Regions from separate parts of the Gossypium hirsutum genome. Here region 1 is linked to region 2. The links are chromatin contacts, called in public Hi-C maps. All regions are on one chromosome and are shown on one strand. Each heading gives the region's core, a stretch centred on a gene start, on an enhancer-like site or on the middle of the called end of the contact. The rest is flanking DNA. Distances are from core to core; before and after follow the strand shown.

Region 1 (4,917 bases), core at 623-3,122, 180 kb before region 2:
CAAAAAAATATTGTTTTAATAAATTGAACATCTTATTAAAACATTCAAACGATCAAATTATGATGTGACTCGATCACATCTAATAAAAAGGATCGGTGGCGACTCCCATTTTTATTTTTTTAGAAATAAAAGTAGACCTTAAAAAAAAAATTTCAAAAGATATCAAGCACACTCACCCCCTGCTTTGAAATGCTTCATAAGGTTTTGACATCACCAATTTTCCTCATCGGACTTTGAGCATCTCAATATTGTAGAACTCAATTGCAATGTCGAAATGTAAAATCATCATTATGTTGCTAGCATTTTACTTTTACTTGGACAATGTCACCAATACCTTCAATTGATCAGTAATAATTTTCTGTATATCTTGTTATATGATCAAGGATGAGCTCGTGATAATTACCAAGAAAGTGGCTACAACATCTTCAAGGGAAACTGAAAAGTGGAGAAGATGAATGAACTTGTTATTTCATCTTTTCAATGAATCTGAGTTGAGTCAATAGTTTCAAGATCCTCTAGGCCCAACATTTTTGTAAAATCAAAAACACTAATCCCCACCCCAAATCAATATCTTCTCATGGTTTTAGTTGTTCTAAATGCTTTTTAGAATGATATTTGATGAGGTTGGCGATGGCATATAATTGATAATTTATGCGATAAATAAATTCTTCTATTTAATTGTGTTTTTGGTGTTCATTTAGCTGATTGGAAAATGTAAAATTGAGGCTAATAACCTTCTAAAAATATTTATATTTTATGTATAATTATTCAAAATTATTTTAAATATCCATGATATAGTATAAAGAACTGGTTTCTAGGTTCTCTTCTCTACCAGCCTTTATAGGTTATACTCGTAAGCTTTTCACGACCAAAACAAATCCATTCACCAAAGCATTACCATAATTATATAAAAGAGTTTCAGAGTAGAATCCATTCCACCGGTTGACAATAATCGTAACCTAAAATTATCAATCCAGACAGATAATGGTTAAAAGACGCAGTCCTCCAATAAGCAGCAGCAACAAAGAGTAGCCAAACTGCAAATACAAACTCCGATTATAAGATTTCATGGTTATCTAGCATAACAGATGAGATCACATAAAGACATAAACATCTCAATGGAAATTGCATTGCTTCATTCATCTAAAAAAGCAGAGATAGAGATTCCATACCACCCCGTCAGGAAGGAAGTGCAACCATTGTGAGTGTAATCATTCCTAGGAGGCAGGCGTGGAGGAAGCAGCCCAGGTGATGATGAAGGGTAGCCCTCATAACAGTAACCTTGATAGCCTGGTTGTGGTGGTGAGGGCGAATGATGAGTACGGGTATATCCAACTGGAGTTGGCGGTGGAGGGAAGTCTGGCCCTGGTGGAGGACAGGGCCCTGTTTTGCACTATAACAGTCAGTTGAATATTCTCATTAACAATCACTATGAATATTTAGAGAGATATATGTTGATATAAACTTTGTTGAGTTGTTCCAGTAGTAAAACAAGGAGCAATTAGGCGCCCTGTATCACTAAAACATTCGATTGAACCAACAAAATAACCAAAACATATAATATTAAGAAAAGAAAGAAGAATGGAAGCAAGTGGGAAGAGCAGCAACCTGAGGGGGTTAGGGGCTGATGAGAAACATGCTGATGGTTATAACTCATTGTTTCAAATTTAGACTCCACTGCGCTCAGGATATAACAAGTAGTGAAAGAAGCGGAAATTTAGTAGGAAGGTTCCCTTAGTTAAAGAATACAACTCCTCCTCCAAACTTGTTCCCCAATATTACAAACAAAGAAAAAACAAAGGGAACCGCGAGTGATGTATGCCACTCTGATTTTTTATTTTTCTAATTACCTAAGAATATATCTCATCTTTTAAATTCCTTTACATCTATCTCATATTTATATGAGAATATATCTTTTAAACTTTTTATTTTATTAATTTTTTCAGTGCTACATTAATCACTCCACCGTTAAAATTGAACGAAATATTCTAATTTCTTTTTTATTTCTTTAATTTTTCTTTTTTCCCTTTTTTTTTCTTATTTTTTCATCTTTTCCCTCCTAACTCAAAATCTTAGCCACCACCTCTCTTAAAAATGTTATCACTTTCTTTGTCAAACCACTATTGGTGAATGTTGTCCTGTCAATGAACGATGTCGAGGGATACTTCATCCTTTTTCTTATTTTCTTTGTTTTTCTCCTTACCCATAGTCACCACTTCTCACCGTCGCTACTATGATCATCCAATGTCTTCTTCGGCATTAGACTACCAATCCAAAATCACCAAGGTAAAGCTCAAAGTCTCCTCTTCACTTTTGTAGGATTAGATTTCTCAAAAAAACCTTACAAAATTATGAGGTTACTCCCAAATCTTTAGAATTTTTGTGCTTCGATCTCTTAATTCCACTATCAATATAGCTTGACCTGATATGTTTTTCTACTTTTGAGCTTGTCGTGAACCCAATTGGGCTTTCCTTGGAGTACAGGAGACAAACCCCGTTCAGGGTATGAGACCAACTCCCCTCAACAATAAGAATGATTAAATTTCAATTTACTCTATATACTTTAAATTTTGACACAATTCGGTATTGAGTGAATTTTTTTTTAATTTCAAAATATCAAACTAGAAAATTTAACAAAATAATTTAACAATGTTAACAAATAAATTTAAATTTTAAATCTGAAATGTAAATGAACTAAATTCCTAGATATAAAAATATGAAGATTAAATTCTAAATATACGAATACAAATACTTTAAATAAATTATAACCTTTAAAATTTAACTCCATAATTTAGAAAGATAAATAATTAACTACGTAAATCAATAGAAAAAGAAGTAGAAAGTAGAGTATTTTGTTTCAATAACTAAAGAAGATGGCATTCGCATGGAAAACAGACAAAATGAACATTGTTGATTTTATTTATCGTAGTAGATATCCTTTTTGTTGACACAAACGAAAAGGTTGGTAATTGATATGTTTAAGTTATATCTAATACCTGTATGACTTCTGATCATTCCAACTTACGGTATGTGTGGCATCGATTCCTGCTCCCACGTGTTGATCCAGTTAGAGGTATAAATACTGTTAGATCTATTTATGAAACGTATAGAATATACGAAGGTTTGGATAAAAGTAAGAGGGCTGAGAAATGACTTTGAACAGAAAAAAAAAAGTTCATTTTAAAATATAGGTTGAGTTTAGGCTTTAATTTTTAAAGATCATCAGCTCGGCCCCACACATTTAAAAGTACTTGTTTCACATAATATAAACAACATACAAAAAGATATTTACAAAACATAATATTATTGTTATAGTATTTCCTGTTACTGACCTAAAACTCGGACATAACCCCGAACAAACTATCCATGCAAAGGAACTTGGGCCCCACAAGACAAAGACATTAAGGGCTCGCAGAGAGAGCTCGGGAGCTAAGTTTGCATGGTACGATAAATACGTGTTAAGTCTAGAGCAGTATATATATTGGCATGCATAGAGCAACCTAGGACGTCATTTCGATCAACAGTAATTATATCTTATAAATACCCGATTCCCCTCGTCAAGAAGACACACAACAAAAACATTCAGCAATTATATTATCTCATTATCAATTACAATAATTTTCCATTTCTCTCTGGTATCATTATTATTTGAATATGATCCTATATTCTTTCTTCAAAGAACCATTGCTTAATGCTCCATCTTTTTTATATATAATTCTAGTTTGTTAATATTAACCCATTTCTTTTTATTGGTATTTTTTCTTAGATATTACTTGATTGATAATTAAAATGCCTAGAATTTTATTCAAGTGATACCTTTATTTCCATCAATAAAATTAACACAAATTTTTTATGTTAATTTTTTAACTAATAGCTGTAATTTAAATTATACTCATAATTATCACAATTTTTTATATTTTATACTTAAAATTCTATTTAAATAATAACCCTAATTTAAAAATAGCACATCTATTTTTTATATCAAAATTTTTAACTAATAGATAAACATAAATTTAGGTATGTAGATGATTGTGTCCTTGTATGTTAGAGAGAAAGATGTCACTCTCTCTGCCACACGTACATAACAAGTGGCTAAATTTAATCCTCACACGCCTTAGAGTGGACATCATTTGATAGAAAGACAACCGACGAAACTGGAAACTTCCTAATAACACCCGGTCAAGAAACCAAAGCTGAATTTCTAATCTACAATTTCACTTTTCTAGAGAATACTTACTTGGATGCAAAGGAAATAAAACACACTTAAATACCTAAATTTCGTGAATTCTCCACTCAACCCCCTAAGCAAATCATCCATTTCATAAATATTAATCCACCAAAATAATTATCCTATCAGTTCAAAGACACCATGTCATCAACACCTACTCAAGAAAACACTAAAGTAGAAGGATCCCAGGAACCCATAGTAGAAGCATCCCCATCGGAAGAAGATATTAAGAAATGGGGCACGCACGTCATGGGAGCCCCTGCAGCTCCTAGTGCCCATCCAGACAACCAGAAGGCGGCTTTATGGAATGCTAGTGATCACCAACAAATCTATGAGCTGCCCTATGTCGTTTATTCCCCTGCAGAAAGACCAAGCCATAATCCTTTTGAACCTGTGATTAACATGTTCAATACCTGGAGTAGGAAGACCGAGTCTATAGCACGCAACATCTGGCACAACCGTAAGTTCATTAAATTATAGCTAGCTCCTTCATATCATAGTCCTAATATGTGTGGACTGGATATATGAAATTACAGTTAAAACTTGACCGTCTGTATCGGAAGCAGCATGGGGTAAATTAAACCTGACAGTCAAAGCTATAACAGAGGGTGGATTTGAGTCTCTGTTCAAGCAGATTTTTGCAACTGATCCGGATGAAAGGTTAAAGAAGACATTCGCCTGTTATCTCT
Region 2 (4,749 bases), core at 864-3,363:
AACCTTTTTCTTTTCTTTTTATTTTTCTCTTTTGTCATGAAAATGAAATATTTACGTATACAAAATTGTCGTGAAGAACTCCCAACAGCTTGAGCTGATTGTAAAACCATTGTTACAAGCAACTTTGGTCGGCATATATTTTTTTATTTGTTGAGTCAATGATGGATGAAAATCAAGACGTAATGTAAGCCGTCCTAAGTCTGTCTAGCATCCACTTGGCAATCATGTAGTGCTCCATGTCCCACTTTTTAACCTCTCAGGTTTATGATATCAGGTACTTGTGAAATGCGGCTTTTAAGGTTTTCTTCTGAAATAAGGAAAACTATTGCAACTACTGCTTTCTTCGTGGTCATCCGTGTCATTATTTGAAACCTGTGTGATCCCACTGGAGCAAGATGAGGAGGATGCTGGGGCAAGATTTAGGTTCGTCCTCTCCTTGCTCAGGAATTCATAGAAAACAGGGCTCTTTCTCCTTGCTTTACCAACTCCCTTCTCGTTGCTAGATTGCAGACTGTCTTCCTCGTTTTTAGTAGCACCACCACTTCTTTTCGTCAAAAATATGCGGCACAGCACCCAATTTTCCACTGCCACCACATGGTTCTGCATACATAGGCTTTAATACAAATCATTAATTTGACTGACCAACAAACATAGCATCATTAAAACAACAATGTACTGCCATTTCCCCGACTCCAGAGGTTCTGAAATGTGGTTGGGATGAGATGTTTAACTTATGAAAAATGCTCACAACTATAGGTACAGGCAGTAAAGAGCAAAGACCCAAAATTGACCTGAGTTTGGTTCTTCTTATGTGGGGCATTGCAGGTGTCAGCGGTAACAAGGCGATATTCATGCATGATCCAGTCGGTCCTAGTCCCCTGTGGGGGCTTTCCTCTATAGAAAACAAGAGTTTTCTTCATACCCACTACTTGGTTGCCCCTACAACTTACAATTTGTTTGTCAATTCCTGTGGCTTTCCAATATCCTGAAAACGTGGCTCTGTTGGACCTGTTCCCATTGGGATACTTGGCTTCTCTTGTGCTAAAGAAGTACCTCTCTTGCTCCAAATCACCTGATTGATAATACACACAACATAGACCCCAATGTATCAGGCCATCTAATTATGTCTTTAATTTTGTCCTAAAGGCTTCTAATTGTGTAACAGTCATTAGTTACATTCAGAGCTATTACAGAAGGCTGTTTCCATAATTGATACAACAAGTCAATTCCAGAGCTATAGAACAACCTAGAACAAGCTGCTTGCTTTTTATAATGGTATATAGTAGAAGGAAGCAACTTTGAAAGAGTGAGGTGTGAAAGTGTAATTAAGGTAACCAACCTGGCAAGTCCCAAGGATCTGCTTTGCAAACATCAACTTCGGGTATGATAGAGGCAGGTAAGGGCCAAGCAAGCACCTTTCTTCTCAAGTACTGAACGACTAACTCTTCATCAGTAGGATGGAAACGGAATCCAGGAGGCAATCTAAGCACACCGTTGTTTACAAAATTAAGCTTCTCCATCATCCTCAAAAACAGGCAACCAATTAGTCCCAAAAGCACCTGAAAACCAACAACAAGAGTTGGGGTACCGGAAGGAAGGCAGACTTCAAACTCCAAATCGAGCCTACAACCCCACCATCCCACATTGCCTTCTTATACTAGTCCCTCAAAGTTAACAGAGAATATCAACAAGGGGAACAAGAACAAGAACAAGAAAAGAGAAAAAGAAAAGTTGTATGTTATGCGTGTGAGAGAGGCGGGTATTTGAGGGGGGAAAGGGGGGAAAAGAATAAGGACGAGCTATTTTGCGTAAACCATACTCAACCTCCTTGGGCTAAGTAATAAGTTAAAATAAATTTAGGTGTGTTCGAAAAGGTTGATGTTTTTAATCTAAACGGAACCCAATGCCTCCAAACTTCAAGCTTTGTTGTGTTCGACTTGAACCCTTTGCGTAAATGGGAATAACCGTAGCTGTTTAACTCTTTTCCTTCCATGGTTGTCCAAATTGATATTAACTAAAAATTTATTTCCTGTTTGTGTCAGCACCCTTTAGGTAAATCCAGAGTTGTGAGTTTGCAGAGAGACAGCTGGAGTTCACCTAGTTAAAGGACTTCAATTTAATGGTGAGGTAAAGGTCCCAATTAACCTTCATTGACACATTCATGGCCAATTGGTTTGAGGAAATGTGTCAACATCCGCGGCCTTCGCTTTTTACTCGATTTTCTTTGAGATTTTGGTCGCATCATGCTATGCAAATTTTTTACTCAATTTTGAAAACCTAATCTAATTCTCCGTGCCAATGGTGAGTTTCTTTCACCTATACATTGCAATGTGTTAATTAAGTTATTTATTATATATTTTTAAAAAATTTGTAATTTCACACAAACAATAATATAGTTAAGAAATTTTTAAAAAATGTTTATTAAACTATTATCATTTGCTTTAATTTTTTAAAGTTTTAAATATCTCAAAAGTCTCTATATTATTCTTAAATTTAAATTTTAATCTTTATATTTTTTAATTTAAAAATATTGACTTCTCTGCCAATTTTTCCATTAAAATGATTGATTTGACTATTATAAATAAAATAAAATAACTTTTGCAGCCCTCATTATTTACAATTTTATGCTAATTAGGTCCCTTCTCTTTAATAAATTTAAAATTAAATTTTTTTATGTATTTTCAATAAAAATATAAAAAATTATGAAAAATTAAAAGCTCCTTAAATTTTTAAAAGTAAAAATTATTTTAAAATATATGAAAAATTTTAAAAATTTTAAAAAAAATTCAAAATATGATGTTATTTACTTAGATTTATTTATTGGTTGAGCCAAGCCGACTCATTGCTCAAGTTACAAAGACATTCAAGCCCAAAACTATTTTCAGCCCACCATTACCAAAAATTTCATTTCACCGTTAAAAAAAAAATATTAAAAATATTTTTATATTAATATTTTGTAACTAGATTTAATTTAAAATATTTATTATTATTTAAATTGAATTCAAGTTGGCACAGTATGAGACATAAAAAAACTTTGTCTAAGCCCAACTCAAATCGGGTTGATTCAGAGTTTTTATCATTATTTACAAATTATTTTATTCTAATATTTTATATACTTTATAATTAAATTTACATAAAAATATTTTTTATATATAATTAATCTAATTAAAAATAAAAAAATCATTCAAATTTGATTTAATATGAACCAATCTAATAGCACAAAATTTGGAGAGACCTTGTTACAATTCATAAAGTAAATTAATAGACATGTCCATGTAGTAGTTGAACCCGACTTGTACAAGGCTTTTTGTATTTAGGATTGGACTGACTCAAATTTAATTTAAATGATAAAAATATTTTTTTTAAATTAAATTTAATTATAAAATAAAAATAAAAATACATATTTATAATATTTTATTAATTTTTGAACAATGAAATGGATTTTTTAGGTGGGCCAAGCAAAAATGGGTTTGGACTTGAAAACTTTTAGGACTCGAGCATGACCTGATTCATGAATAGGTCTAAGTAAACATTTTGAAATTTTTAACCCAAAAACTATGAGACATGGTGAATAGGATAAGAAATTAAGAATACGTCAATAACAACATTTAACGTATTCGTAAGAAGGGGAAAAGGAAATGCAAAAGTGTTGTCATCTTATTCAAAATGCTCGATCTTATAAGAAGGGAAGTCATTTGTGAAAGTTTCAACTAAAGCTCTCCATGGGTTAGGTCATTTAAAAAGTGAGAGGGTTTGGACAAAAATATAAATCCTAAAAATGAGTTAGTGCAAAAAAATAAGGCCCATTTAGAAAATGGGCCGAGTCTTGGGTAAGGATTTTTTGCTCTAGCCCGGCCCAAATTTGTAAAAAAAAATTGTTGTTTTGCTGTTGTTTTCTCATTGTTTTGTTGCATTCATTTGTTACTATTTTTTTTGGATATTGTATAACTCTTGTTTTATTTTTAATTTTGCTATTATTTTAGAGGCATTTACTTGTTAAGTTGCACTTATCTTAGTGTTAGTTAAGTTTAAAGACTTTTTTAAATTTATTTTCAAATTATTGTGAAACATTTATTTTAATATTTTTAGTGTTTTTGATGTATTATGTTTTAAATTTTTTATATAAAAAATATAATACGTGTAGACACTCAATTTTGCTCGGGCCCAGAAATAAGTCCAAAAACAAAAATAATAAACCCAAAAAAATATGAAGTCCAAGTTCAGTCCAAAATTACAAATATAATTTGGCTCGATCGGAATGGCCCATTACTTGAAAAGATTTAAGGTCCATCTACAAGCTTGACTCATATGGAAATATAATCTTCAATTATATGTAATCTTAGATATGATTGCAATCTTAGATATGATATGCAATCTTAGAAGATATGATTTTGTAATTTTAGAGATTTAATTTGTAGATACCTTTTAATCTTAACTGTTGATGTAATTGATCTGTACCGTTGGATTTGAGGAGGTTCAACTATAAATAGAGGCCTCTCCCTTCATTGTAAACACACTGGAGTTTTGGGAAATAATAAAATTTTTTGAGAGCTTTCACTCAAATTTCTCTCCTTCTTACGTTCTTATTTTCTACGGTATGTTCTTATTTCATTCTTTGTTCATCTTCGTTTTTCAACCCTTTTTATTTTGATTTAATCCATGTTCCCTGATTTTTTTTATATATTTTAATTTTTTAATAATTTTAGTATCATATCAAACTCTTTCATTTTTTAAATTTTTTTTAGTATT

Evidence for each region. A called contact is a pair of places that touch in the nucleus more often than the background predicts.
Region 1: a Hi-C map of leaf shows a contact between it and region 2, with 3 times the contacts expected there. The contact joins the promoter of LOC121220824 here to the promoter of LOC107886701 in region 2. A contact is called at or near these places in 2 of 34 Hi-C or Micro-C datasets (both in leaf).

The regions. Positions count from the first base shown.
Region 1 is chrA03:104,331,865-104,336,781 of Gossypium_hirsutum_v2.1, reverse strand. LOC121220824 (cysteine-rich and transmembrane domain-containing protein WIH1) reads right to left here and starts at 1,872. Exons shown (of 3, transcript XM_041100398.1): 1 at 1,609-1,872; 2 at 1,173-1,383; 3 at 883-1,037. The coding sequence starts at 1,657. The coding sequence ends at 989. LOC121220823 (a long non-coding RNA gene) reads right to left here. Exons shown (of 2, transcript XR_005918028.1): 2 at 4,185-4,917. It also overlaps the pseudogene LOC121220821.
Region 2 is chrA03:104,149,610-104,154,358 of Gossypium_hirsutum_v2.1, reverse strand. It overlaps LOC107886701 (NAC domain-containing protein 83), which reads right to left and starts at 2,113. Exons shown (of 3, transcript XM_016810752.2): 1 at 1,340-2,113; 2 at 792-1,072; 3 at 72-600. The coding sequence starts at 1,523. The coding sequence ends at 295.